Linked DNA regions of Triticum aestivum: region 1 is linked to region 2. Evidence: chromatin contacts called from public HiCAR-type data. All regions are on one chromosome and are shown on one strand. Each heading gives the region's core, a stretch centred on a gene start, on an enhancer-like site or on the middle of the called end of the contact. The rest is flanking DNA. Distances are from core to core; before and after follow the strand shown. Region 1 holds the start of LOC123190999 (uracil-DNA glycosylase, mitochondrial). Region 2 holds the start of LOC123190998 (two-component response regulator ORR6).

Region 1 (3,259 bases), core at 700-3,199, 160 kb after region 2:
ACATGATTTTAATGGGAATTAATATTAAGGTAAGCTAAGAACGTAAACCAGTTGTTGGTGTGCATCTATCATTTACTATAGCGTTTTATCAAAGATTTTACCTGCACAGCCCATCTTTCCAAATTCCCATGGGATGGTATAGTGCACCCTAGATCCTTATGCAGCTCTTTAAATATGTTTTGTAAGCTGGAAGGGATTTTGATCCCCTCTGGTACTGAAAATGACAATCCCATGGCCTGGCCAGGACCATGGTATGGATCCTGAAAAGTAGACAATCTTCAACATGAGATACCGAAAACAATTGCTACGAATGAATCTAAACTTTTGCAAGAAAAAAAAAACTTGTGGTATCTTGCGCACTATAATCATTAGGCAGCCACCATTAGCTATTACGGGATGCTAAAGCAAAAGTAGATAAGTACACTTAAAACGCTAAAATAAGAAACTTAGTGCACGATACAGATGTAGAGTAGACTCAAAGACAAATGAAGACCATATGGTAAGTTCAGCAAGCAAAGATAGGATCACCAACTAACAGCTGAATGAAAAGGTGACATGATATATATATACGACAGGCATATTTTCTGGTGACAAACCGATGTGGCAAATGTACCAGGCACAACAATGTGATCACAAAATCAAAATGGCATCGAAACAGTTATTCTAATCTAGCATAATATGAATATGCAGAACAGAGCAACAATTTCCAATCCTGCATACGGCATTGCCAAATTAATCCATCCATGTTTCGATTTACTGGGATTACACCACACAGCAGGCAGCACTGTAACAACAAGAAACTCTAGGCCAAAGTCAGACCAAATGCCTAAATTTTTATGTGAACTATATGATCCTCACAATGAAGTTATATTAGTGGAACTGTCGCATATTTCTTGACAGTGAAGCAGCAGGTGAACAAGTACAGGATTCGTAGACTTCAATCAGCATAATATGAATATGCAGAACAGAAGCAACAATTTCCATTTCTGCATACGGCATTGCCAATTTTTTCTATCCATTTTTCAATTTGATGGCATCACTCGATACACCAAGCAGCATTGTAACAAAAAGAAATTCTAGGCCAAAGTCAGACCCAATGGCAAAATCTTTATGTGAATAAGCGCTACATGATCCTCAGAATGAAGTTAAATTAGTGAAACTGTCCCACAGTTCTTCAGAATGAAGCAGCAGGTGAACAACAAGTGCAGGATTCGTGGACTTGAGTGACTTGGTATTTGGGTACCTGGCCGATGATGACGGCTTTGACGTTGTGGAAGGGGGTGGTGTGGAGCGCGTGGAAGACAAGGTGGGGCGGCGGGTAGACGGGCACCTTGGCGTTCAGGCGCTCGTGGGCGACGAAGCGGCAGAGGTCGAGCGCGTAGGGCTTGCGCAGCTCACCGGACAGCGCCTCCAGCCACGTCTCCTCCACCAGCAGCTCCTCCAGCTTCGCGCCGCCGCCGGCTGCTAGATGCGAAACCCCGACAGTTCAGTTAGAATCCTGGCTAGCTAGGGTCCGGAGAGCGGGGGGCGTGGAGAAAGGGGGTACCTTTGGACTCGGCGAGGCGGAGGTTGCGGCGCGCGCGGGCGAGCGCGAGGTTGGTGTCGGCCCTGCGGCGCTGCTCCGGCGAGAGCGCGGTGGGGTCGGAGGGGGAGGAAGGGGAGGATGGGGAGAGGGAGGCGGCGGGGGCGACGACGGAGGGTTTGGCTGCGCTGGAACGGAGGCGCTTAGCGGGGCGGACGAAGAAGTCGGCGATGGTCTTGGGGGCGGTGGGCGGCGACGGCGCCATGGGGTGGGGATTCCGGGGGACGAGCTCCGATTGGGGTTTCTGCAGGCCGTGGTCGGTAGGAGGGGAGGAAATGGGCGCGCGTGGCGAGGCGGGAATGGGGAGGAAATGGGCGCGCGACGGCGGGATTTTTTGGGCGCCGCGGTGCGGTGCTCGCCGCCGTCGTGGGCAGGGCACCGGGGTTATTGGTGGGCTCGGTTGGGCCTGGAAATAACGCCGGATGGTTTCGACAAGAATGGATGCCCAAGAGGCTTTTGCCGGGAGCTCCTATACAGCGCTGCTAGCATGGGCCGGCCCACTAGCGTGCTGCCCTAAGTTTTTTTTAAGTTTTTTTACAAAACTAAAAATATGAAATTAAGAAAGGTTTACAGATTTAAAGAAAAAAAGTACATCCATTTGAAAAAATATGTTCATATCTTTAAGAAAGGTTCATAAATTTTAAAAAAGTTCATCAATTTGGAAAAAGTCCATTAAAATTGAAAAAAAATCATCCAATTTAGCAAAAGTTCATAGAAATTGAAAAAAGTTCATGTATTTTTAGAAAAAGTTCAGGGAACTGAAAAAAAGTTGATAAATCAAAAAAAATTCGTCCATTTTCAAGACAAATGTTCATTAAATTTCGAAAGAGTTCATCAATATTAAAAAAAGTTCATCAGTCTCAAAAAGGTTCACAGAATTTTCAAAAAAAAATCATCAACCGGCGCCTAGATGGGCCGGCCCATTTACGGACGCCACAGGCGCCAGTTAGCAAAATGCACGTTAACTGGCGCCTGTGGTGCCAAATAGGAAATGCCGCTTTTGCCACTGTCTTTGTCAAATACTCCCTCCGTTCCTAAATATTTGTCTTTCTAGGCATTTCAAATTAACTACACATACGGATGTATGTAGACATATTTTAGAGTGTAGATTCACTCATTTTGCTCCGTATGTGGTCACTTGTTGAAATATCCATAAAGACAAATATTTAGGAACGGAGGGAGTAGAAACGATGGACTCCGCTTTGAGCGACCACATTTTCGTGGAGCTCTTGCCCAGCCCACAGAGCTCCGGACCGCTCCCTCAAAAAGAAGAAAAACAAAATGGCAGGTCATGCGTTGAGAGCTTTATCCAACAAAAGCATTTCTAGGGCAGTCCGTGATGAGACTGGTGATCAGGAATGAAGGTTCTCGTTCTAGCTGACTTTCGATGTGCAAGCACGCTTGACACAAAAATGGGCTGGTACGGCGTCACTGATCTAGATAAATACTGAACTACAAAAGAGTTAAAAGATGAAGCTACCTCTTCAATTTCGACTAAGATCGGTGCTACAATTGAGCGATAATTGCAGCGATTGTTTCCCACGTAGTTACACAAAAATACCGGTGACATAAATATCAGAACAAACTTATCAAAACTTTTTCTCAAATATGCACGAATGTGCATATCATATACTAAAGAAGAAAAACGTGAAGAGACCCTCCAGGTCTCCACCATAG
Region 2 (3,361 bases), core at 57-2,556:
ACAGAAAGATCTGCAGCCACGAACGCAGGATGCAGCTAGCTGGCCTCTGCAATCACGGTTTGCGTAGCGAGAAAGGTTCCTGTATCCGGTACGTACTAGGTCACGAGCATTCATTCATTGGGCGGACGCACGGCCTGCCGCAACCGATTCTGCGATCACCTTTTCCAGTACAGCAGCATCCAGAATCCAAATCTGGCGGTACGTGCTCTGCCATGGACATTCACTCGCTCTGAACCCCTCTACCATCCACCGCCGCTGCCTACGAGCCCGTACCAGTGCTCCCCACGCCACCGACGTCCGTCCGGTCGATATCGTCGTCGATCCCCGCACCGGAGATCTGCAACGTATCATGGGACTGCGGACGCGTGGACGGGCGTACGGCCGGGTCGCTCGCCTGCCGTTGTTGGTCCCCTTCCGTAATCCGTTCCGCCCAGTGGTGGAAGGGAGATCACGCGACGCGATACGGCGTGACGAGCGACCGGTCGGTGGCGGCCGGCCGGCGTAAATGGCCCGTCCCGCCCGAGCGATCGCGAATGAAATCCGGAGATCCTGCCATGCACGCACGCACGCACGGCACGACGTTGGTGGTGCGTTACGTACGTGGGCTGGGCTGGGAGTGGAATGAAGGAAGGGAGAGATCGCGTGTGAGATGGATCGGCAACAGCTGTGATGCAGGAGGAGGAGGGAGGGGCTCCTCGTATCGAAGGGGCAAGTGACCCTTCCACGCACGGAAGGAAACCAAACGAAGCCGATGATCTCACGAATCACGGGTGAATCTCTGAAATCAAGACGTATCGTGCCGCCGCTCACCCAAAAAGATCCACAATTTTGAAGCAAATCCCCGAGCCCACCCGGTACGGATCACCTGCTGCCGCCCGGAAAGACCAAATCAAATCCTCAGTTGCTAGCCGGATATAGTATAGCAGGAAGAAAAACTAAAAAAAAAGTGATGCAGTTTGTGCGTGCCCCATGCATGCAAATCTCATCTCCCCCACTTGCCCACACCCCAACGGAAGGAGAGAAAAGAAAAAGGGAAGAGAGAAGATACGCAGACAGCATACGGTGTGCGTGAGCGATGGAGGGGGTGACGCAGCGAAAGCGAGGGGCTCGGCAGGAAAATCCCGGCGGGGATCTCCCGGGCTGGGCCGCGGGGCCCGCGGATCCGCGCCCGGATCGGGCCGGGCCCCACCGGGGGCTGGGTTTTACTCGATCCGCGAGCCTAGGATCCCTTTCGAGATCTCGCAGGATTTCCCCCGCATTTATTTTCCGCTTCCCCCCCGCCCCTGTATATATACCGCCGCGCGTCGCGGCCAACCCAACCAACACCCAAACGCACCAATCTATTCAAGCCAAGAAGAAGAGCTCTTCGCCGTTCCATATTACTACTGCTTCTTCGGCGAGAGAGTTTGATCGACTGATGGCCGCGGCTGCTCCCACCCAGGCTCCGGCCATGACCCTGCCGGCCGCCATGGCCGCCAAGGTGGCGCCCTCGCCGAAGCCCACCGCCGCCGGCGACCGCAAGGTGGTGCCGGTGATGACCGACGCCGACGAGGTCGTCGTCCAGGTCCAGGTCCAGGCGGAGCTGCACGTGCTCGCCGTCGACGACAGCGTCGTCGACCGCGCTGTCATCGCCAAGATCCTCCGCAGCTCAAAATACAGAGGTGAGAAATCGAATCAATCCAATCAAGCCGCGCTCCGGCAATTCTTCAAGAAATTGGACGGCTACTCGATCCATCCTCGTCGTACATGTTCTAATCTGCCTTGTTCTATGTTGCAGTGACTACTGTGGACTCTGCGACTCGGGCGCTGGAGCTGCTGGGCCTGGGGCTCATCACGGACGTGAACATGATCATCACCGACTACTGGATGCCCGGCATGACCGGGTACGAGCTGCTGAAGCGGGTCAAGGAGTCGTCGGAGCTCCGGGAGATCCCCGTGGTGATCATGTCGTCGGAGAACGTGCCCAACCGCATCACCCGCTGCCTCGAGGAGGGCGCCGAGGACTTCCTCCTCAAGCCCGTCCGCCCCTCCGACGTCTCCCGCCTCTGCAACCGCATCCGGTGATGAACCGTCTCTCGCCGCACCCGTGGATCATCTACGGAGGAGGATTAATTCTTAAGTAGGATTTTTCATTCTTTTTTCTTCGGTGTTCTTTCCATGGACATAGATCCGCCGCTTGCTGCCGCCTCAAACAACAGCTTAACTTTTTGGGGTCCTAGTAGATGATGATGACTAGATTAGGATGTTAGTTCGTCCCCTTGTGTGCTCTGCTTCTTCAAAGATGCCAAGAAAAAAAAAATCAAAACAGAGTATTCATCCGGCCAAAAGAAAGGAAATCTTCTGAATGAATGTTGTTCAGAGAAGTTTCCCATCTTGGCTAAATGTCGAAATGGCATCGGATCAGAGCAACATGTTGACAGTTCCATAATCAGAGCTAATCTTTTGCAACAATTAACCATCATCGTCTGTATCGCTTCTCCTTACTTAATCTGCACATGGTCGCCGCATGCAGTTCACGCATCTGCCTGCCCCTGATCATGCTTTGTCTGCCACGCGATACAATTTGGATGATTGATTGTTAAATAGCTCCGCTGATGATGATGTCGACGAGCTAATATACTAGCAGAAGCACAATCTTGATCGTACGTGCGTATCTCGTAAATGTACATATACAATGCTTGTGGGTTGTCTTAGGTGAGCTGTTGTTATACGCGGCGTATAAAAAAATGAAAAGTCCAAAGGCCGGAGCATATATGGAGGTAGGGAGATATGGTAATGAATGGGGGCACTGTGGAAGGATCTCCCCGGAGATCTGCTTACCTGGTGCCAGATTCTGCTTCCGCACAAGGCGAGGTGAGGTGAGGTGTGGGAGCGCTGTATGTGGCCACCATGTGGCTGGATTAAACTGGGAATAAACACGCGGATCAGGGAGAAGATATGGCGGATTGGTGCGTGCAGCTGTGTGTTAGTTATTAGGTTGGGTTCTGATTTTACCTGATTCTGTGTCTTGTCTCGTGGAATGTCAAAGTCGGACATGTATGTGCGTATATATTATCTTTGATTTGAGTTGTGGACAAGTAGTTGTAGCAGTTGTTTGTTGGTTTGCATGAAGAAAAGTCGCATTTCTAGCCTTGACTTCCCATTGTTTACTGGAGTAATAATACTAATCATCAATATATCTATATTTCTTTATCACCGGTAAATGTACGTTTCACCTGGTGAGTAAAAAATGCTGAAGTTATTAGATGTAAACCCTGTTTTGGAAGTGAAACCACATGGCTTGAACTGTTAGAATTCAGAGATAGGGCACAGGCAGCAGGGAAAACGTAGCAGTAACTCCTGCTCTGGTCCATAGGAAAAA

Evidence for each region. HiCAR-type assays count read pairs that join an accessible place to other places.
Region 1: a HiCAR-type map of leaf shows a contact between it and region 2, with 6 times the contacts expected there. The contact joins the promoter of LOC123190999 here to the promoter of LOC123190998 in region 2. A contact is called at or near these places in 1 of 5 Hi-C or Micro-C datasets (leaf) and 1 of 1 datasets of contacts at active chromatin or transcription factors (leaf).

What each region holds. Positions count from the first base shown.
Region 1 is chr2A:762,425,835-762,429,093 of IWGSC CS RefSeq v2.1, forward strand. It overlaps LOC123190999 (uracil-DNA glycosylase, mitochondrial), which reads right to left and starts at 1,950. Exons shown (of 7, transcript XM_044603744.1): 1 at 1,547-1,950; 2 at 1,244-1,461; 3 at 102-260. The coding sequence starts at 1,787.
Region 2 is chr2A:762,266,911-762,270,271 of IWGSC CS RefSeq v2.1, forward strand. It overlaps LOC123190998 (two-component response regulator ORR6), which reads left to right and starts at 1,307. Exons shown (of 2, transcript XM_044603742.1): 1 at 1,307-1,661; 2 at 1,778-2,455. The coding sequence starts at 1,418. The coding sequence ends at 2,064.